Regions from separate parts of the Tachysurus vachellii genome. Here region 1 is linked to region 2. A link is a contact called in public Hi-C data. All regions are on one chromosome and are shown on one strand. The core of a region is the stretch at or near the end of the contact, and the rest is flanking DNA. Distances in the headings are between cores, read along the strand shown. Region 1 holds the start of LOC132845292 (cyclic nucleotide-gated cation channel beta-3). Region 2 holds the start of LOC132845798 (metalloreductase STEAP2-like).

What was found. A called contact is a pair of places that touch in the nucleus more often than the background predicts.
Region 1: a Hi-C map of muscle shows a contact between it and region 2, with 4 times the contacts expected there. The contact joins the promoter of LOC132845292 here to the promoter of LOC132845798 in region 2. A contact is called at or near these places in 2 of 3 Hi-C or Micro-C datasets (blood and muscle).

What each region holds. Positions count from the first base shown.
Region 1 is chr5:17,445,466-17,448,971 of HZAU_Pvac_v1, forward strand. LOC132845292 (cyclic nucleotide-gated cation channel beta-3) reads left to right here and starts at 1,710. Exons shown (of 18, transcript XM_060869233.1): 1 at 1,710-1,915; 2 at 2,162-2,216; 3 at 2,518-2,596. The coding sequence starts at 1,730.
Region 2 is chr5:17,279,663-17,283,182 of HZAU_Pvac_v1, forward strand. It overlaps LOC132845798 (metalloreductase STEAP2-like), which reads left to right and starts at 1,946. Exons shown (of 5, transcript XM_060870071.1): 1 at 1,946-2,051; 2 at 2,559-3,098. The coding sequence starts at 2,601. It overlaps LOC132845291 (metalloreductase STEAP1-like), which reads left to right. Exons shown (of 6, transcript XM_060869232.1): 5 at 1-117; 6 at 261-517. The coding sequence ends at 470.

The DNA.
Region 1 (3,506 bases), core at 460-2,959, 170 kb after region 2:
ATGTACAGGCACCAACAGAGAGCGGATATATATTCAAGCCAATTAAAGACATGACTCATATGGCAACGTTGATTTTTACATGCAGACCAGCCTGTTCCTGTACTGAAAACATTACTCAGTCCATATGAGTGAGACTGTTATGCAGCTTTGATTGACAGACTGCAGCACTCTTTACATCACAACACTCCAGGGGAACTAAATAAATCATCCTACACCTTGTCTAATGTAATTTTTCTTTTTATTTACGAAAGAATAAACCATTCCAAATAAGGCTGAACAAATCTACAAAGAAAGGTAAGTTTCTTTCATAAGTTGCAGATAAATGCATACAGATGATATGAGAAATAGGAGTCCTTTAAATCTAATCTTAATTATAATGAAATAATTAAAGGTGCACCAGTTACTTGTTTAATAGTGTGCCTTCAATTTAAACCTATTCACTTACTCAATATAGCTTTCAGATTATTTTTTTGCACCTGCTAAAGTTATTTTCTTTATTTTTTTTTGTATGATTTCCAACATTGCAACTAACCAATATGTACTGAGAATATTTAATTCTGTAAACAATAATGAGCTATTAATGGTACTTGCTGTCTGTGTTACCATCTTGACAAAGCTGGTCTAATATTCATTCATTCATTCATTTTCTACCGCTTTATCCGAACTACCTCGGGTCACGGGGAGCCTGTGCCTATCTCAGGCGTCATCGGGCATCAAGGCAGGATACACCCTGGACGGAGTGCCAACCCATCGCAGGGCACACACACTCTCATTCACTCACGCAATCACACACTATGGACAATTTTCCAGAGATGCCAATCAACCTACTATGCATGTCTTTGGACCGGGGGAGGAAACCGGAGTACCCGGAGGAAACCCCCGAGGCACGGGGAGAACATGCACACACACAAGGTGGAGGCGGGAATCGAACCCCCGACCCTGGAGGTGTGAGGCAAACGTGCTAACCACTAAGCCACCGTGCCCCCCCGGTCTAATATATATATCTATAAATCTGTCTGTCTGAAAGTCTGTCTGTATAATAGCAATTAGAAGCCTCTGAAGAAAACAAAAGGTTTTTATGATAAAAACTAGTCTAAACACTATGCCAGCTGAGAGATCTGATATGACTGAGCAGTATTATAGTGTAATGTATGTTCAAAATATGCTAATAACCTTAGTTGCCTAATTAGCCATTTGATCTTTAAAAAGTAGAGTATGTTTATTTTTTGTGATCTCCTGAAACATTATCCCTTTCAGAGTATCATACTTGACTGAGACTGGCCTACTGAATGGCCCTGAACTTAGGAAAGTTAACTATTTTTCCATCCATTTTCATTTGGCAGAACATCTTTCCTCCAATAAATGTCATTGAATTTTACATTTGTGGTTGAATTTATTAATTGAAATTAATTCAGGGGTAATTTGTGCTAACAAAACACGTTCATGTTCTATTTTTTGTTGGGTCCCAACCATCTGGATGTTTATTAACTCAAATTAATTTATTTCAACATAATATATTGAACATAAACCACCTAGATTACTGAGTTCCATGCAATTTACCAAACCAGAAACACTTACATATAGACTTAGCTGATACTGTGGGAGTGGCAAGCATGAGTAGGGATTAGAGGTCTAAAAGCACTAATTAGACCTGTGTGGTTTATACGGCAGCTACAGCATAAGAGTATAAAGGATCCCCAGACAGCAACGGAAGCAGTTGGTAACCAACATGTTTCGCACTCTTGGAAAGCTGATCAGGGGTCCTGTGCTTGCTCCGTCACCAGCCTCAACACCCGATCCTTCCCCAACACCAGCACCTACCCCAGCTCCTAAACCGACTAAGGATCCTGGACCGACCCCAACTCCTGTATCTACCACAGCTCCTGCACCAACTCCATTAACTCAGCCAATTAAGGTAGGATGCATCTGCTTTACAAAATCTCTAAGAATATTGTAGTTATGATGTGTCACAATTTGTAGCAGATAATAAAAATCATGGCCATGATTTGTCTGTCTTTGAGTGTTTGTCCTGCAAGATTAATGTTTAATGACTATAATGAATATTATAATAACCATAGGGATTTAATTTTATAATCCTCCAAGAGAATCAGAAAGATCCACTTTCACAGCTATTAAAAAAGTTGGTCTTTGCAACTTATAGGATGAAAAGCCTGCAGTCAAACAAAATGAAGCCGAGAAAGAAGAAGAAAGCCCTGGTGAGTCAATTGCTATTAAACTCTGAATACTACTCTATAAAATCCAACAGAGCATGTAAAACATGTTCCCCATAGCCATCTTAAAACATTTTTTTTTTTAAAAAAAACTAAATGTATGCCAGTGTATTTCTTTTGTTCTATATAGTGTTCAGTGGCAGTGCTGATAATGTGGTCAGAGTTGGTTGTGTTTTCTCCTGTTAAACATTACTGTTCTGTCTGGGAGCTGCCTGTAGGAGCACTGGCAGTAATCACACAGCAATGGAAAGCCCCTCTCTCCTGTCTTGTTTCTGTGTATTACCAGCTCCAGCACCAACACCTGCGCCTGCTGCTGAGCCAAAACCAGAAGAGAAGCCTGTAAAAGATCAGCCACCAGCTGATAAGTAAGAGTGGAAAATTTCAGCAGTTATTATTTTACATTTGCACAACACAGCCATACACAATGATGCCCTTTTTCAGTGTTTTCTGTGTAGCATTTAACCCTGTTCTCCCTGACTGAGTTTCAGTTAGGATTTCCTTGTTCATCCTACCTTCCAAAGACATGCCAGGTAGTTAAGCTACATTGGCCCTTGGTGTGAATGTGTGTGTAAGGTTCACTGCAATGGACTGGTGTCCCACCCTTGGTGTACTCCTGCCTCCTGCCCCATGTAACCAGAACTGAGTCCAGATTCCAGACGGAAATGAATTAATATTTTGTTAACTGATTTCAAGTGGTCCAACAATCTTGCATTCAGCAAACACAAACATTATCCACAGGATCTATATCTGCCTACCAGAAAGCAGAAGGATTACTGAAGTGAGGAGCAAAGAAGAGATTATGAGATTTACAGCTTTAAGGGACTTAAGAAGCTGCCAGGGGAGCTATTTAAAATTTAAGCAACAAGACATTGGAGAGAAAAAAGAAAAAGCAAAGCCTGAATTAAATTGATGGGAATTCTTCACTGGTTGTTACTGTAATGAAGAGTCCATCCTTTTATCCTTCAGTGTCACAGACAGTCTCATTTAGCCTGATGAGGATAAGTGTTGTTTTGCACAGACTCCTCTGGGCACTATGCTTTGATTACAATGTGGAGAGTTTTATTTTAATGCCCAAAAATGATAGCAGATATGGGAGAAATCCTGCACCATTCCCACCACACACACGTCTACATTTTCACCCACAGAGAAAAACAAGACAAACCTCTATACCTTTATATTTTAGTTCAATATGCAAAACATGTCTGACTGATTTCAATTTATATCCACATTTGAATATCATACGCAGAAATGCGTGACAAAGGTGTGTTCTTTTTT
Region 2 (3,520 bases), core at 696-3,195:
ATGGAGATCTACATCTCACTGGGAATCCTAGGATTGGGCATTCTGGCCTTGGTGGCCATCTCCTCCCTACCTTCTGTTATGGACACTCTAAACTGGAGAGAGTTCCAGTGTGTCCAGGTAGGTGAGAAACCAGAATCCAGAAATCATTTAACCATCAGGGGTCTGGACTTCACAGCTATGATGGACATTATAGACACATTGTTCTTTGATTTGTCATTGATAATTGTTTGATTGTTTATTGTCTCTCCATATTTGTGTAGAGAACACTGGGACATGCAGCTCTGTTTTTGTGCACAGCTCATGCTCTGGTGTATGGCTGGAGGAAGTGGGTGGAGATGAAGCACTATGTATGGTACACACCACCATCATTTATACTGGCCTCCTTCCTCCCAGGTGTGGTGTTACTGCTCAAGGCTGTGCTAGCCATGCCCTGTTTTAACAAAAGATTGGCGCGCATTCGACATGGCTAGGAAAGACCCGGGCGAAAGCAATTAATAGACAAGGACTCACTCTGACTCAGTCTGTCTTAGCAGCATAACATTTTAAATGTGTGTTTCAGGAATGTTGGGTTTTAAGTCATGATTGTTTTGAAGTGCTGTTTTTCACAACTTGTGATTGATGTTTAAGTTGTTTGTACTACTGTATAATGCAGCTGTACATTTAAGTATGAACAAATATGAGCTCTTTTTTATACTTATTTTACAGTAGTAATCAATTGAAAAATAATGTAGTAAAATTTTGTATATTGTTTTGAATTGTATTGATCTGTGTAAAAGGAAGAAGGAAAGCATTGTTTTGTGACTGATACATGATTCTCTGTCATGACTTCCTCATTAAGGTATTACAAACAGATTCAGATAACCGAAATAACAGGTATCTTGCACTCCTTTTGGCATATTTGTTAGCTGCTTTGTTTATTGTGTCTCATTGTTATGTCACTTTGGAAAACTGCATGTGAAATGTGATAAGTGGGGGAAAGCAAAGCTGTCTTATTATACACTATTGTACTAAATAGTAGCTTTGCATAGTTACAGCAATGGTGACATTTGCCGACCTGCTAATTCGACTATCTAATGTATTTAGATCTTGTATGCTAGTATGTGAACAATAGAATGTAAATGCAGCGTTTGTTTTGAAATCTACATTTACATTCTCTGCTTATTAAAGTTCTGATAAACTATGAAGTTTTGCTAATGATATAAAAACCGTGCATGGTCATGGTATAAAGCACTATTGTAAATTAGGGGTGTGAAGCTGAAATTTTACCAAGGCCTCTTCAGCATTTTTGTGATACTTTAAAGGGACATAAGCAAAGGTTATTAAGATATAGTGATATATCTCAGAAGAAAAAACAACAACTCCTAAAAGAATCTATTGTGTATGCACTCTTAGTTGATACACGTATTTAATAAAAAAAAGTATTAAACTGCATGCACTAGTGCACTAGTATGCACTAATGCCATAACTAATTAAAGTGTTGGATGAACTCATACCCTGTTTAGACTTGGCTTTCTTTTACTCATATTTTGAACGAAACAAACCTTTCTCATTACTTACTAAGTAACATAATTTTTTTTTATATATATTATAGACACACACACACACACACATACATATAAGTATAATATATATAAATAAGTATAAGCATTATACATATGTGTGTGTGTATATATACATAAATATATATATATATATATATATATATATATTATATATATATAATATGATATTTATTTTAATCAAAAAAAGTATTTGAGTGTTTTATTGCTTGTGTTAAAATATTTTATTAAATTATTAAATGCGTTTTGAGATTTTGGACTCAAAATAACAAGTGCTTTATTATTATTATAAATTATTATTAGTTTGTTGGTTAGGTTGTCCTCGTCGTGCCCTGGTCTAGTCACTGATTGGTGGAGGTCTGCTCGCCACGTTGAGACTGTGACCAATCAGACCACAGAGGGCGGGGCGAGCGGCGACACCGCAGACATCGCCTGCACACAGACACGGCGGATCCATGAGCGATAACGATAACATCAGTGTTTCAGATCAAGGTTAGACGGCACAGTTTTGTCATGATAAAGCCTGAATGTGTTGAATAAATTGTTATAACGATTTACATAATACAGGGTGTGCTAGTGAAGCGTTACAGGGTGACATTGCAGGGCAGGTCACAGCTGTGTAGTTACAGCTGGTATCAGCGCGGTGTTTTCATCCAGATGTCAATCATGTGGACGTTTCTCTGATTTATCCTCCATGTAGCAGCAGAATGTAAACTACTGTCGGTTATAACGCAATGAACAGCCAAATCGTGCTTATTAAAAGGTGAGACAGGCTGTGAGGCAGTTATTTATCTTTATTAGTCTAAAAAAAATTATTATAGCTTATTATAGTAACTGATATTGTCTAGAATCTCTCAGTGCACACTTTTCTAATGTAATAAATAATCAGTTACTATAACATAATTAATATTATATGTATTTAGATTGTAAGTAATGTGTATAAATGTTCTAGGAAATCTGTAGTATGTATTTAAATTATTGTTAAAATCATTTTTGTAGAAACGTGGTTTGATCAACATCTAGAGCTCCAGGTCTAAAGAAATGGACTCCATCTCACTGATGGGCAGCAGTCCTGCAGGCAAAGCCTTCTTCCTTCCTAACGGCATGAAGAACGGGCCCAGAGAAGGCTCCAGCAAGCCGTCAGTGGCCATCATCGGCTCTGGGGATTTCTCCAAGTCTTTGGCCATCCGTCTGCTGTGTAGTGGCTTTCATGTAGTGGTGGGCAGTCGACAGCCCAAGCGGGCGGCTGAGTTTTTTCCTCATGTGGTAGATGTGACCCATCACGAGGACGCAGTGGGCAAAGCTTCCGTTATTTTCTTGGCTATCCACAGAGAACACTACTCTTCTCTCTGGGACATCAAGCACCTCTTAGCTGGCAAAATCTTGGTGGACGTCAGCAACAACAGGAGGTCGAACCAGTATCCAGAATCCAATGCAGAGTACCTCGCTTCCCTATTCCCAGACTCTGATGTGGTGAAAGGATTTAATGTAATCTCAGCATGGGCTATGCAGTCAGGCCCTAAAGATGCTAGTCGACAGGTAGGACATGCAGTCATGATGCGGTTTGCTGGCATAGGAAAATAGTCAATGACATTGGTACAGTAGTGTGATGTTTACCATCCTGGAGATGCTTGTTTTCCACTGACAAGGTTTCCCTTCTTGCTTTGTTTATCTTGTGATGGAGACAGTTGCTTATGCCAGAGAAATTGTCTTTTCTACTTTTTAGTCATTGATAGTTACATTTAATCAATTTCAATTATAAGTAATATCATAACAGTTATAATCAGTTGTTCCTGTGATATTAACAGTTATAATCAGTTCAAGACAAAAAAGCAGCTTGTTATGCTACTGAGAAGACAGGAAGTGTTAAGTCCTCTGTCTTCTAGACTCTCCTGTGTTCGAATACTTAATGATTGTACTGAAAGCTCTGAAACCCCTTTCTTAAAATAAGCATTTCTTTA